Regions from separate parts of the Mus musculus genome. Here region 2 is linked to region 1. The links are chromatin contacts, called in public promoter capture Hi-C maps. All regions are on one chromosome and are shown on one strand. Each heading gives the region's core, a stretch centred on a gene start, on an enhancer-like site or on the middle of the called end of the contact. The rest is flanking DNA. Distances are from core to core; before and after follow the strand shown. Region 1 holds the start of Igsf21 (immunoglobulin superfamily, member 21). Region 2 holds the start of Padi2 (peptidyl arginine deiminase, type II).

What was found. Promoter capture Hi-C pulls out the DNA fragments that hold promoters and counts their contacts.
Region 2: a promoter capture Hi-C map of liver shows a contact between it and region 1, with 6 times the contacts expected there. The contact joins the promoter of Padi2 here to the promoter of Igsf21 in region 1. A contact is called at or near these places in 4 of 39 promoter capture datasets (the 3T3-L1 cell line, hippocampal neurons and liver), 2 of 484 Hi-C or Micro-C datasets (both in cortical neurons) and 2 of 115 datasets of contacts at active chromatin or transcription factors (embryonic forebrain and embryonic stem cells).

What each region holds. Positions count from the first base shown.
Region 1 is chr4:140,242,160-140,249,804 of GRCm38.p6, reverse strand. Igsf21 (immunoglobulin superfamily, member 21) reads left to right here and starts at 2,994. Exons shown (of 10, transcript NM_198610.2): 1 at 2,994-3,503. The coding sequence starts at 3,434.
Region 2 is chr4:140,904,729-140,912,373 of GRCm38.p6, reverse strand. Padi2 (peptidyl arginine deiminase, type II) reads right to left here and starts at 6,014. Exons shown (of 16, transcript NM_008812.2): 1 at 5,825-6,014. The coding sequence starts at 5,940. Gm46719 (a long non-coding RNA gene) reads left to right here and starts at 2,520. Exons shown (of 2, transcript XR_001784481.2): 1 at 2,520-2,644; 2 at 3,112-3,400.

The DNA.
Region 1 (7,645 bases), core at 1,745-4,244:
ACAGAGGCAGGTCCTCATATTCTCTACTCCACCAAGTAGCTCTCCCCAAACCTACAAAGCCCACCCTCTGGAAACAAGGCTGTGAGAGCCAGTGGTACCCTGTCCCTGGAGAAGAGAACTTAAAACTCCATCGTGACCTCCGGGTGTCCATCCCTGGAGCAAGGCGGAGAAGGTTGCTTTTGTGTTAGCACCCTCTGTCGGGAGAGCCCGTGTCAGCACCAAGGACAGAGGATTAGGACCTGCTCACTCTTGCGGGCGGGCAGGCAGATAGCTGCACCTTGGCTGCCTAGAGGCTCACGGTTCCTACTGGACCTGAGCCCAAGAGAGAGGCGTGGTTCACTGTGACTCGAGAGTCTGAGTGCCAGGAGAGCAAACTGCAAGCACCGCCTCTGGCGGGCAGCAGTAGACATAAACTAAATGAAAAGCTTGTGGCTGCCCTGGGTGACTTCTCCTTTGCCTTAGTTTCCCAGAGCCCCCTGTTAACTGACTGTGCTTCCGAGTCACCTTTCTATGCAGCAGAAGAAAGGACTCCAGTGCTGTGGTTTATGGAGCCGAAGGGGCGGGGCTTTTGGCCGAGCTGGGAGGCGGGCTGTTGCTATTATCATTACCATATGGTAATAGGCGTGCTTTGGCAGCCTGGCCCTTCCAAGGGAAACCAACTCTGCACCAGGGCGGAGTAGCGTCACAATCCTGGATCTCTGAGAAGGTTCGTGGCTACAGCTTGCCTCTGAGCACCCACCGAGTACCAGCTTGAGCTCAGAGCTAAGGAACAAACCAACCAGTTATCCAACCTCATTCAGCCTTACATTCATTTTTCCATCCATCCAATACTCAGTGAAGACCTACTATGTGCCACGGGCCAGGGTGAACAGTACTTTCTCCACAGGGTAATGTTCAAGGACAGGGTGGATAGTGAAGATGATTTGGGAATAAAGGTGGGTCCATTAAGGTATAAAAAACTCCAGGCCCAAGATACTCAGCCGTGAAACCAGACTTCCCTGGTTTCAAACTTCTTTTCTCCTTTCCACCCTCTCCACTGACGCCATTCTTAGAGGACTCCGTGGAGACAATACCTTGGCCCTCTTTCCCAGCTGGTTAAGCTTGGGACTGATGGGTAGTTTCACCAATGACCTGCTCCTTTCAGCTCCTCCCCCAAGGACAGTGGTAGGTGGGTGCGGCCGGGAAGCCACGCCCACTTGGCCTTCTGAAGAACTCTTGCCTGTCCTCCTTCACCTGGCTCCATCCTGTTGCACCTAGACTCCAAGAGCATGGAAGGCCACACAGCAATGCATGCATTTCCTGTAAGCCTAGCCCAGCCCGGGAGGGGGGGCGGGGGGGCATCTGGGCTTGGAGCTCCTCAGCCAGGGAACCTCTCACACCGAGGGCTTAGAATCCTGGATAGCTTTTTCCTAAGCCAGAAGCAGAGAGGTGGGAGGGAGAGACTGGCAGGATCAGACAGGCAAGGGTTGTGCTCTTCCCTTGGCTTGCTTAGCGGGGGGTGGGTGGGGGGGAAGCTTTTTTTGGAGGGGAGGGGAGATGCCCTCAAGCTCACCCCTCAGTAGCTTGGGGAAGATGAGACTTGGAGGCGTAGCAAGGGGGAGTGGAGAACAGCCAGGGAAAGGATAAAGGCCCAAGACTCCAGTGTTCAAGCCAGATCCAGCCCAATCAGTCTAGCAACCAATTAGTCTGATTCAAAAAAAAAATACCCACGGAGGGACAAACTGTAATCAAACACCTATTTATAAGGGTTTATTACGATCATTATTATTATTTTACTAAGAGGATCCTTCTAAAGCCTGTCAGGTGAACGTATTCGCTCAGATCTAAATAAATGCAAATCGCTCCTTCCCTGGAGCAGGGAGGCTGAGCGACCCTGAACTGCAGCTAGCTAGCTAGCTGCCTTGAAAGGCCATGTGCTGACAAGGCTGCAGAGGGTAAGGAGGAGAGTGGGTCACTCCGTGGGGCATCCTGGCACAAGTCTTTCCTAGTAGCACCTGCCAGGCCATTACTCACTGCCCACCCCTCTCCCAAGGCCTGCAGCCAGTGGGGCTGCCAGTGTACCCATTGCCCGGCTAAGTAAACTGAGCAACAAGGATGCAGCAGCTTAGTAAAGATAGGGGAGCTGGGACTTCCCTGGAGAATGCAGCATAAGGAGACCTGGGTCCTGGTTTGGGGGCTCAGAGTCACTCTCTGGTTCTGCTGTTCATTCTGGAACTTGACGATCTAACTCCTGGTTCCACCACCCCCACCACCACCCTAAGAGCTAGGAGCACCTGCCTCTTCCTCACGTGGGAGACCCCACAGCCCAGGCTCAATAGTGCGTGAGCGATCAAAGCGACGATCTGACACAAGTTTCAACCCCACCCCGGTTCTCAGGTGGAGGAGCTGGGGTGTCAGCCCTGATTTTTTTTTTAAGGTGACATCTTGGTCTCAGAAGAAAAAGTCGATGCCTCCCTTGCCCGGTCCAGCCTGCACATACAATGCAGCTGTTCTGCGCGGGGCGCGGGCTGGAGGGTAGCCCTTATTTGTGGAACACTGAAGCTCTGAAGCCCCTAAGGACGACGTTCATAGGTGTCAAAGCAAGCCCTGAGGACCTACATCCCTCCGGGGAAAGCATCTCTCTCTCCTGGAAGGAGGAAGGGTGCTTGCATCCACCAAGCGGAGGAAAGGGGCGTCCAGGGACACGTCCAGGTGGAGGGGTGGGGAGGGCGATTCGGGTGGAGCGAAGCTTGGTGTGTGTGTATGGGAGGATGCAGCTCACAAGCAAGCAGTTGTGATGAGATGGGGGTGGGGGGAGCAGAGGGTAGAAGCCGAGAGGGAGGGGGGCGAGTTCTCCTCTCTGCAATAAATCGGCTTAGCGGACGAGAGCCGAACAGCCCAGAACGGATTAAAGAAAAGTCTGTAGAATACGGCAGCGAGCGCAGCGCGGGGGGTGGGGGGGGGCGGGGGCGGGGCGGCAGGAAAGGAGGGAGAGGAGGGGGCGCGAGAAGAGCGAGCGCGGGGCAGAGCGCGGCGGCGCGGGCAGAGCTTCGGCTCCAAACTCCGCCACTGCCGCCACGGATCCGACTCCGGCCGCCGTGGCCGCCTATCGCAGCCAACCAGCCGGGAGCAGCTGCGCGCCCCAGCCAGGTCCGGTGCAGCCCGGAGCAGCCAGTGCGTCTGGTGCAGCCCGGAGCATCCTATTACAGCCCAGAGTAGCCTGGTGGTGCAGCCCGGAGCATCCCGGTACAGCCCAGAGCAGCCCCGGGTAGCCTGGCGGCCGGGCTACAGTAGCATGGGGACCTCCCCTCGGCTCTCCTCGCCTCTCGTCACCGCCACGGCCGGCGGCCCGGGTCACAAGCGCTTCTGAGCCCATGGCGAGGGGACCCACCGCCGCCACTGCGATCGCTGCCGCCGCCGCCGCCTCGGCCAGCGCCGCCAGCTTCTGGACACCATGCAAGCTGCTCCAAGCCTCCGCCGCGCTTCCTGCCTGCTGCTCGCCGCGATTCTGGACCTGGCACGCGGTGAGTGTGCGGGCGCCCGCGGAAGCCCGGGGCCGGGGGATGCGCGCAAAGACCGAGAAGGGCGCGGGCCCGGATGGCTCTGGGAGTCTCGGGCTGTAGGCACAGTCCAGGAGGGCTTCCGTGCAGCGAAGAGAGGATAGATCTTTTGGAGAAAGCTCTCGTGGGTCTGTGCCAGTGGTGTGTGTGTGTGTGTGTGTGTGTGTGTGTGTGTGTGTGTGTGTGTGTGTGTGTGTGTCTTTGTTGGGTCTGTGAGTGTCCGAGAATCAGCTATGTTTGGAGAGGGCACGGGAGTACATTTAGATGTGGCTGTGTGATGGTGTGTGTGTGAGAGAGGTAACAGAGAGTCTAGATCAGTTGCATGGAGAGGTGAGAGAGAAAGTCTGAGTGTTTGGGGGTGTGAACTCCTTCAGGAGGGTAAGTGTGTGAGCGTCGCGGCATGTGGGAGCCTGTTAAGGAAAGGGTGTTTGAGGTGTGGCGGTTCACGCCGATCCCCGGTGTGCTGCCTGGTCTCTAGAGGGCTGTGTGACAGCCGGTGACTGTATTTCTGTTAGAGCTGGACAGGAGTGTACCCAGCTACACGTGGAAGTACAGGACTTGAGGTCCTAGAAGCTCTGGGTTTGGGAGCAGGTGCAGATCGAGGGAACTTGGGCAGGGAACTGTGAGCACATCTGGGGCTGGAGGAGTTTCAACAGTATGGCTCGCATCTGTGTGTGAGTGTGTGTGTGTGTCCCGCATGGGCTTGGTCATGGCCTAGGCTGAACCAGATGGAAGGAAACTGGAGCTCAAAGGCTTGCCCAGAGCCAGCAGTGCGGAGCAGTTCTAGAGTGTATGGTTAGGGCTACCTGGGAGGAGGGGCACCCTGCCCAGCGCCGCCCTCTGGTGGGTCTTAAATGATATGGAAGTCGAACTTGACGCCCCAGTGCCTTCCGGGCAGGGAACAGGGAGCAGATGCCAGCCCAGCAGGGCGGAGGCAGGGCCAACAGAGTCATAGGTGGGGGATTCCAGAGGGTGGGGGCGGGGGTGGGGGTAGGGGGTGGGGGAAGCTCCTTCTCCAGGTCAAGTCACAACCAACCACCGGTGTTGAAATCAGAGCGTGGCCACCCTGGGAGGTGGGAGAGTGGAAAAAGTAGGCATTGTCTCGGATGGAGCCTTGGCCTCTGTCCCATTTAGGCCGCGGTGGAGGGTCAATTCTTGTCCCGCAAACTGAGAAAAACCTATATGAGCTCTGAAATTGTCCTCCAAGGGGCGTGCCTCTAAAATAACCTACACCCTCCGACCGCCTGAGTCTTTGAAGAGAGAGCTTGGTCCGCTGATGGGAGAATTTGAGCCTTGGGAGGTGGTCCTGTAGGCAGTGGGGGAGGAGCTGGTGGAGACCCAAAGGAATGTCAGGCAGGTACTTTGTCCCTCCTACCCTCTCTGGGTGCCAATACTTTCTGAAGTATATTAAATCTCTCTGTAACTTTGGGGACAAGAGCTCCCCCTTTGAGATGGATGTCTCTAGAGGGAAGGATTCCAAGTGGGAGGCTCCGGGTTCCAGCGCCACCGAGAAGACGCTAGACGTTGTAGAAAGGCACGGGAGCCCTCACCTGGACGCTGCAGGGAGCAGGATTGGGGGTTGGGGCCCGAACGGGAAGCTCCCCTTCTTCTCAACCTGGGATGCACACGGTGTAACGAAGAGGGGGAGGGGAGGGGAAGAACCGGGTGGGAAACCCCGACTGCGTCAGGACCCCACCCTGCGAGCTGGCGCCTGAGCGGCTTGGCTGCGGAGAGCTATTCCGGCGCCCTGGAGCTTTGACTCGGCTCGCTAGCTTCTGCAGGCTGCGGGAAGGGCTTGCTCCGGGCGCCAGGGTGAACGCGTGGAACCAGGGCACGTGGGTGGGGGTACACGCCTCCTTTCAGCTCTGCAGGCCCAGATCTCGGACTCGAAACTTGTGCTGGGCTCAGGGACCCCCGAGGCTCCAAGGCTCTTCTTCTCTATAGGGGTGTGAAATCCTCTGGGTGGGATCCAGTTTCCCTTTCCAGGCTAGGTGCCACCTTGCCAGGTGGGAGCAAAGGGAGAGTCCTCGCGAGCGTGAGCGGCGGGCTGGGCCAGAGGAGGGCGCCCTTTTAGCAGGCGGTGGTGATGCCCACGATTTGTGCACCTGGCGTAGCCAGGGGTATGCCCAGGAAGAGATGGTGGATTCAGGCATCGCACCCAGAGACTCACCGGCCTTTCCCGAGAGGGACACAGTCACTGCTGCGGGAGGGGCACGAGGAGTCGAGTGGCAGAGCCAAAGAGCTGTGTACCTTTTGCAACACTCCCATACCCCACTCCCTACCACTAGGCTCTTCAAAGAAGGCCCGTTTCTCTGGTCTCCAACATCGCCTAGGGACTCCCTGAAGCACTCTGAACTGGGCAATGGGAAGCTGCATACTTGAACTTGCGCAGTGACCCTAAAAGAGCCAGGCTGAGGAGGTAGAGGGAGTGATGAGACTCTTTAGACTTGGCTGGTTACGCTCTGGAACATTCTCTGCTGAAACAGGGGGCTCTGGGAAGACCTAATTAGAGCTAAAGGATCCAGAGACCTGGCCTGTCGGAGCCCGGGGATGGGGGTGGGGGTGGGGGTAGGGTGGAGAGGGTGGGCCGGGCCTGCAAGCTCCTGGTTTGCAACTGGGTGTAACCAGACATGGTCTGAGGGCTGACTCGAAGAGGCTCACGATGATGAGGAGCTGCGACTGCCTGCAGGGAGATGGGCTTCATAGATGACCCCCTTTCTGTGTTCTCTAAGATCCACCGCGTGAGGACACCACACTCCTCCGTGCGCCCCCGGTCCACTGCTGAGGACTGAATGGTGTCTAGTTATCTCACCCGTGGACGTCCCCGTGGTCCCGCCCCTCTCCAAGCCACGCCTCCTCACATCCAAGAACATTTTCCTGGGAGGTCAAACTTATATAATTGGGGCTTTTCAGTTAGGCTTGGAGTGACTTCCGACTTCGGGGGGGGTCACTGAACTTGGTGGCTTTCATCTCAGCCCCTAATATCCCAGTGCCCTGAGCAGGGAGCTGTGCAGTTGCGCTGCCCTAGATAGAGGTCAGTGCCCAGGGCTGGGATAGTCTTGGTTCACGCTGTTTGTTTTTAAAGCAACCCAAGACCACTCCCTTCCTGGAATTGGGTAGTACTTTGAATTTGGGCTTTTCTCCTTCATAGCTTCCATTGTATCGATATGTCCTCATTTCCCACTACAAGATGGCTTTACAAACCTATTGCTACAGTTTAGGAAACTGAGGAGCCAACTCTTTAAGATTAATCACAGACAAGCAGAGCTCCTTCTAGCTCCCTCCTGGCCTTGCCCCGGGCCCTCTTTCCATCATTCCCTTTGGCAGCAGCCTTCCAGGTATGCTGGCCAAGGCTGCCAGGGGCCCTCTAAGGATGCCTCTCTGCCTGGATACCCTGACTGATGCTTACAGCTCCATGGGAGGCAGATCTTTTGCCTAGTGGGGGAAGGAGTGGTGAATATCCTAGCTACGTGGTTTTTTTCTTTCGTGTTTCCTTTAATACTTATCCCCTCTCTGAGACATAAAATCAGTCCCATTTTGCAGAGGAGGAAACTGAGACTTGGGGAGTTAGGTGACTGCCAAAGTCACCCAGCCAGTAAGGGATCAGCAGGGGGCCAGCACTGTGCTGTCTGCCTCCCAGGCTGGGCTCTGCTCCCTGGGAAGTCTGGCACTCCCTCCTTCCTTGGGCCCAGCCCTGAGGTTGGCTGAGGGATCCAGTGTGTGTACTTCATCCTTCACCAAACTGAAGGTGAAAGGATTATTCAGTGTGTTCATCTGCACAGATGGGAGAGGGCGTGTCCCTGCTAGACACTGTCATCATTAAGAAAATCAGTGGGCATCTGCTGGGGGGCAGGGCATAGCTGCAAAGAGAAGGGCCAACAGGCATGACCTCATCCCTGTATGTGTGTGTGTGTGTGTGTGTGTGTGTGTGTGTGTGTATACACATGTTCCTAAAGAGATGAATGTCTCTCTCATTCCTCTTTTCCCTCCCCTCCTCCCTTCTTTTCCTTCTGCTCTCCTTTCCCCCCTTTTCCCTTCCCCTTCCCCTCGCTTATTTTCTTTTCCCTCCCATCCACCTTTTCCTTCCCCTCCCCTCCCACTCCTTT
Region 2 (7,645 bases), core at 4,765-7,264, 660 kb before region 1:
GCCCGATCCTCACTATTGTGGTGGCCAGAGTCCTGAGGGCTGGCACTGGCCGGGGCAGGGTCGATGGAGGCAAACCTTAGCATGTATGTAGCCTGCCTCCTTCTCTACCTGGTCTACCAGGAACCCATCACAGGGTGCTGGTGCTGTCCACAGGAAGAAACAGTCTGATCTCTGGTGACTCCCTTTCTCAGAAGCCTTCCAGAACTCCCTCCTACCCACAGAACAACATCTAATCCCCGAGCAAAGCACCCAAAGGGCCCATTTCTTGATCTTTGGCCCCAGCCACTGAAATTACCTGTTTACTGTCTGCATGGGGTCCACTTTCCTGTCAGGTGGGTTTGCTCCCATGGGAATTATCATCTGTTGTGTGAGGAACCCTTGCCCGTCTTACAAGACCCAGCATAGCTGCCACCTCTTCCAGGAAGTCTTCCCCGATCCCATCAGCCAGATCACCTTACTCTTTCCCTTAGCCAGCGCCCCAAATGCTAACAGGGTCTTTCCCATGGGTCTCATGAACACTTTGAGGGCAGTAACTGGTTTATCATGATGTAATATGTATACTGTAATATACCCAATCCGACCTACAACAACAACTTACGGAGAATTTACCACTGCAAGCCACGGGCTCTCAATCCATACTTTACACAACCCCACAAAGCCTGCCTGACCCATCTCATTTCACAGACAAGCACACAGATTCCTGCAGAATCCATCCTTGCTTCAGAGAGGTCTCGGGACCCTCACGGCAGGGCGTGAATGAACTGTGCGAGCCTGGGAGAGCCCATAGATTGGAGTCCTCACCATGGTCCTCCAAGCAAGGACCCAGAGAAGATTAAGTGGGGCTTGATCAAGAGGCTCATGGGGGTCTCAAGATCCCCCTGATATCCCGCTTATTTGTAGATAAGAGTCTGGGGTCCAATGGGGACGATCAACAGTGGCTTCCTGTCCTGGACTCTTGGGCTCAGGGTCCAGCATGGCTATGTGTGGGCAGGAGAGGAGCCAGTCACTTCTAAACCTTGGTGTTTGGGGACGTGTGCTCCTGGGGCTACATTGTCTTCCTAACTTGGGGACCTCTGCTCAGCGAGGAAGAGCCTCAGGGGCCCCACTAAGTGAAGCGACTGTGAGCCTAGCACGTGGGGTGCCAGGTCCTTTCTCAGCCCTCCCACTCCTGGGCACCAGCCTGAAACCTGAATCCTAAGTAGCTCCTGGCAGCGCCTCCTGTCCCAGGCCCAGGGCTCTGGGTGTTGTTCTAATTTATGGGGCCACGGGACCTGGCCTGGCGTCACTCTCTCGGCAGCAAGTGTCGGTGCTCTGCCAAGCTCTGCCGCATACCCTTGACCTCCCGTGGACCCATCCAACAGGGCCTGCCTATTGAGGTTGAAAATGGCAAGCTCAGTCTCATGCTAGGCACTCAGCAACCATCATGCTAGGAACTCAGCAACCATCAACCGCTGTGCTCACATGCTCGCCCCATGGCTCTGTAAGGGGCAGAGCAGGGAGGAGCCACGCCCCCCAATCAAACTGGGAGCCTCAGGAAGACAGGTTGGGAGAGCAGCCTGGGCTCTGCTCCTCCACCACTCCTCAGTCGTGTGGTCTGACTTTATGTCCCTTAAGGATGAAAGGGATAACAGCTCCTTCCCCCCCAAACCCCCTCCCCCGTGACGGTATGGGGGCGGGGCATATGCAAATTACACATACATATTAAATGACATGTAAATATTCGGAAGGTTGCCTGGTGTTCAATAAATGTTAGGGAGCTACATTAAGTAAATAATGGCAAGTGCTCTCTCTTTCTCGTGTGTGTGTGTGTATGTGTGTGTGTGTGTGTGTGTGTGTGTGTGTGTGTGTACACATGTGGGTTTATCTGTGCAGACTCACAGAGGCCAGATGACATAGAGTGTACTTTTCTCTTTTCTATCAATCTCCACCTTATTCTCTCTCTTTCTCCCTCTCTCCTTCTCTCTCTCTTTTTTTTAAGACAATTCACTGTGCAGCCCTGGCTGTCTCGGAATTCACTATGTAAATCAGGCTAACCTGGAGCTCACAGAGATCCACCTGCCTCTGCCATCCAAGTGCTGGAATCAAAGGCATGAGTCCTGCCTCATTTCGTTGAATTGGAGTCTCTCACTGACTTGGAGCTAGGCTGCTAGGCAGTTAGCCCCTGCAAGCCTCCTTTCTCTGCACCGGTGTTTCTGTGGGTGCAGACATTTGGACTCCGGTCTCACTCACTGAGCCATCTCTCCAGCCCAATAATAATAAGATCTTTAAAAGCCAAAAACAGAGCAAAATAAATAATAAATTGTCTCTTTCTACTGTGCCAACAACTTCTAAGTTCCTCAGAGACCTCTCACTCCACAGGAGATAATGGTGGGGACTGGTGTCCGGCTGACAGGCAATTCCTACCAAGACCTAAAGATCTGGAAGAAAGAGGCTCACCTTCCCTTCACCCTCAGCCTTGTGGAGTGGGGCTTGCTTATTCCCCTTTGTGACGTGATGAAAGAATGAGGGGTCCCCACCCTCCTTCCTACATAATTGGATGCGCTACACACAGGTCTTGCTCTGTGGCATCTACTCAGAGGCCCTGGGGTGACAGCATCTCTTGGAGTCCTGAGCCAGAACCTGTGTCTCAGCTAGGGAGGACTCGGTGAGAAGTGGGGCAGGATGAGGTGTCAATGTTTCAAGGGGCAGGGGACTCCCATCCAGGGTGGAGGGTGGCTAGGGGGAAGCATGAGCTCTGAGGTACATGACTCACACCTGTGTCCTGGTTGTCACCGGGCAAATGTATTCCTCTTTCTGAGCCTCTTTTTCTTGGTTTGCAGACCAGGATGCTCAAAAAGCATCTTCCAGGTCTCATTCAGGACCAAGAGGGGCAGTGCATCTTTTCCTAGTGTTAAGACCCCTTCTGGTCCTTTCCACCTGAGAAGAGGCTTGTCCCTACAGATACTGGACATGTCCTGATGAAGGAGGTCCCTTGACACACGACTTTCTTTCCCTGGGACATCTGATATTGTCTGGAGGCATTTTTGGTTGTCATATCGTGTAGGAGTGAGGCTGCGACTCACAGTGGGTAAGCTGAGGCAGGAATACCACTCATTACGTTATACTCTACAGAACAGTCCCTTCAGCAAAGAATTACCTAGAGAGATACTGGGTCTCTGGTCCAGACATGTGCTATCCGGGACAGTGGCCATCAACATAGGTGACTGTGGGACCCTTGCAGAGCAACCAGCAGCTCACTATCACTCCAGATGAACTTTAAGGATCACAAAGCGTCACAGGCGAAGATCAGCAGCTTTCTCATGAACTATCTTCCATGATCACGTATTCCAACGACGGCACTTTGGATACATTGGGCTTAACAAACTATTGCATGAGCATTAAAGTAATTCCATCTCTCTAACGTGTGTGTGTGTGTGTGTGTGCTTTATGTGTGTGCATGTGTTGCAGGTGGGTGTGATAAGTAGACATGGATGCCAGGGGAAGATGCTGGGTGTCCTATGCTGATACTCTCTGCCAGGGGCTCTCACTGACCCTGGAACCGAGCTGATAAGCCCCCAGCGACCTTCTGTCTCTGCTCCCCACAGAGCACAGGAGCACACAGCCACACCTAGCTTTTTACATGGGAACCTGAGGGTCAAGCTGAGATCCTCACGCTAACAGCGACACATTTACCCTCTAAGTCACTTCTCCAGGTCCACCTTTTCTTTTCTTTTGGTTGTTCTGAGACAGGCAGGGTCTTATTAGGTAGCCCTGTCTGGCCGGGAGGTTGCCGTGGCCTCAAGCTCACAGGGCTCCATCCGTGGACATCCTCTGCCTCTCAGGTGCTGGGTTCAAGGCATGCACCACACACCCAGCTTCCAGTACTAATTACAAGAAATAACTTTTATGAGTGTTTCTTAGAGGTGGGGTGGGAGACAAGGTCTCTCTGTGTAGCCTTGGCTGTCCTGGAACTCACTATGTAGACCAGACTAGTCTTGAATAATACAGCGATCCTCCTGCCTCTGCCTCCCATCCCAGTGCTGGGATTACGGGCTGTTTTTTCTCCTTTTTGAGGTACACATGCATGTGTTGGGGGTATACTGAGACAGGGTCATGCTGTGCGGCCCCAGCTGAGCTGGAACTCACTATGTAGTATGAATGAGCCTTCGGCTTGTGGTCCTCGGACCACAGCTTCTGGTGTGTAGGGATTGCAGGTGTGTACCACCACGTCTGGTTAACTTATTTTTTTAAAGGTAGACTATTACAACATTTGCAATGACAACGGTGGCCTGCGTACAGCTTCCTCTGGGCAGGTTATGGTCTAGGTTGTGCTGACTCTTGGTGTTGGGGAACTCTCTGTGAACTGAGTCCTGGCTGAGGCTAGTGGACACCTGTCCCCTTGCCCTCCACTGTGCTGGGCCTCTCTCTGCTTAGGTGGAGCAAGGACAAGGACTTAGGCACAGACCCCCTTTCTTCCTTAGCCCCCAGCAGAGGCAGCATGCCAGTCTTTCAGAGAGTCCCCACAGTGCCCCGGCAGGCAAGCTGACAGGCATGGTGACAACTGTGGCTTAGGGCCCAGGATCCTGGCTTACCCCTTGGCAATGCCCAGTTCAGAGCAGGGAGTGGGGAGAGATGGGCACCCTCCCAGGCCACTGGCGCCTAGACCACACCCCACCCCTGTGTTATAATCCTGCTTTGGGGTCTATATGAAGGCCCACTGAAGTCCAGGCCCAGGTGAAGTGGAGGCTGGGGCTGAGGCTTAAGGGCTAAAGGAGCAGAGAGGGGCCCCGTCTTAGGCTTGCTGAGACCAGCGGGAACCGGGGCCTCCTGTGAAGTGGCCGAGCAGTGGGAAGGAGCTGGAGAGCGGGCAGAAGAGCATGAGGGGGTGCTTAGGTGGGCTTTGGGAGGCTCGGGAGAGTCAGGCGCTTTAGTGTCAGAATGGTCTGGGAACACGGCCCATAGAGGATGTACAGGCACAGAATCTGGCATGCCCCTCCCTCCAGCATGAAGCCCTTCCTCCCTCGCAAGGCAGAACACTGAGAGTGCTCGGAGCAGATGGTGGCTTCAGTGTGGCCTCTCAGGCTGCTCAGACTACTCCTTCCCCATAGCACCTTTCCTAGGTCCCACACTATACCCTATCAGTTTCTCTGGGTTTGTGGGACACACTCTGCGAGATTCCTTCAGCCTTCTGTCTCAGGTACCCTGACCCCCATCGAGCGAGCGTGTGGGCAGAGAAAATGGGGAAGAAACGGGCCCTGGCTCCCAGGGCCATAGCGGGTGGAAAGTGACCCCTCTCTGATCTCAGGGTGAAGTCAGGAAAGGTATTTGGGGACACAGCTCACAGCCAGTGCCCCGGGACAGGCAACCACCAGCAACCCCCCGGAGGGTGAAATCGGATAAGTACCAGGCCAGATTCCACGTGGGCAGTTCCCCTTTGGACAAGTCAGTCCCCAGCACATCCCAGGCTGTTTCTGCTTGCAGGGGTAGGCAGTCCACTGGTGGAGGAGGCTGGGCTGGGGTGAAAGGTCAGCCAAGAAGGAATGGGGGAGTGAAAGGGGCGTGTTACAGAGAGCCCATGTGTGTTAAAGTCACCCAGGAGAGGGGCTGGAAAGACCAGTCATGAGAAGGCTAGATTTAGGGAGTAGTCTCAGAGAGGAGGCTGTGACAGGGGCTGTAACTGTGTGTCTTAGAGGGGCCTCAGGATTGCATGGAAGTGGATCCTGGCCTGGACTCTCTCTGGATTTCTGAGGATCTCGAATTGAGGGGCAACCTGGATACTGGAGCCAGGTCCAGGGTCTCAAGATTTGTGAAGGGTAGGTGAGAGGGTAACTCTCTCTCGGCTCACCTGTAGACATCGGTCCAGAGCTGCGTGCCCAGCACGTACACCGCCTCCACGCGGCTCCCATACTGCAGCCGCACGGTCCGTTCCCGCAGCATATTTTCCCGTATAGGCGGCTGCATTCCGTGCTGCTCCCAGGAATAAGCACCTGCTGCAGGTAAGCCCTCCGCTGCTGCGCCTGCGCTCGCTGCCGAGCAGCCGGCGGCCTTAAGCAGCAGCCGGGGGCGGGGCGTGGGCGGGGCTTCCCGCCGGACTCCTCTTGGATTGGATCTGCAAACCCGTCCGTCAAGCCTGGCCCCGCCCTCCAAGCCCCTCTGCCCGCAAGTTGTCAATTCCTGTTTTCCGTGTTTGGCTTGTTCATTCTTTTATTCAGTAAATTCCCCTTTCTGGACGCTCCCCCTCACCTCCAGCTCCGAGGGGCAGAAAGTGCGAGCAGGAGTAGCCGAAGGGACAGGGCAGGAGTGAATAGGTGGCAACCAAAGCCAGTCTGGGGCCGGAGAATGCTTCTCAGAGGAAACCCTGAGGCTTCTTAAAGATCTTGGCAACACCAGGGGGTGGAGAGGAGCCTCCTGAACACCTTCTGGAAGCTGGACACCCCCCATATTAGATCCACATTGCCATGAGAAATAGGGAGTGGGGTGGAGTGGGGGGAACTGTGGCCCTGGCAGGGACCAGAATGCTAAGCCCAGGCATGAGAGCGACAGCATGAGCCTGGAATGGGGCTATCTGGGAGTGCATTCTGGCTGCCCCAGACAGCGTTGAGCATACTGAGCTGGAGCCAGTAGTGAAGACCCCGGATGGGGCGTGAGAGGACTGGCGAGGAGAGGACTGATCTGTGTGGTGTTTATGGATGGAGATTTGGGTGGCTCCCGGTGGCTGGGAGGATGTGCCTGGTTGAAGGACAATGGGCTGACGGGGCAGAGGATTAGGGCTCCAGCCTGCGACACCAAAAGACGTGCCAAGGTAGAGGTCAATGTATGGTCCTGAAGGCCAAGGTGCACCGTGACATCTAGTGGCAGGGTGGGGTCTGAAGCACTCTGAACCCCACCCTCAGGCCCTTTCTTTCTGAACTCAACCCTGGGGCTATGCAATTTGAGGAAGTGGCTTTTTCGTTAAGGGAATGGAGACTGAAGGGCGGGTGGAGGGGTGAATGTTGGAGAGGGAGGGGGACTGAAGGGAGCCCCAGCAAAGGGCACACTGAATTAAACGCATTGCTCATAGGTATGCCCAGGCACGCCCAGCGGCCCTCGACTCCATCCTTCTCCTCCAGATGCCCAAATTAGGAGATGGTAAAGACCCCAGCTGTTCCTGGGTATCAGGGATCTAGGAGGAATGTGGGTGGAGAAGCAGAGAGCCAGAATCTCAGCCAGAGGGGTCACTGTCTCCTGAAAGGCTTGGGGTTCAGATCCTGGGAGAAGCTGCTAACTTCTGATTGGTCCCTGGGAGAGCGTTCTCCAATCAGGAGGCAGCTTGTGGGAAAGAATCCAAGAGGCACCAGACTGGGAACCCCTGCCCTGCTAAGGTGGGCTCGGGTCTGAGGACCCCTCTGCAGGCAAGCAAGAGTTCCCACCTCCAACACGGGCAGAACGGTCCTGTATGTCACTCACTCCTTCCATGTCTCCTGTCAAGCAAGTGAGTCCCAGCAGAGCCAGGGTTGTGCGATCAGGCAAAGGCTGTGGTTACCCAGCTGGGCAGAAACGACGGCGGTGTGTGGTGCACTCATTAGTTACGTGGTTTCTGTGCCCCACACTGCCCCCAAATGATACTTCCCAAAGCATTAGAATTAAATTATTTTATCTTTCCAGGAACGCTGTCAGAACTAACCTA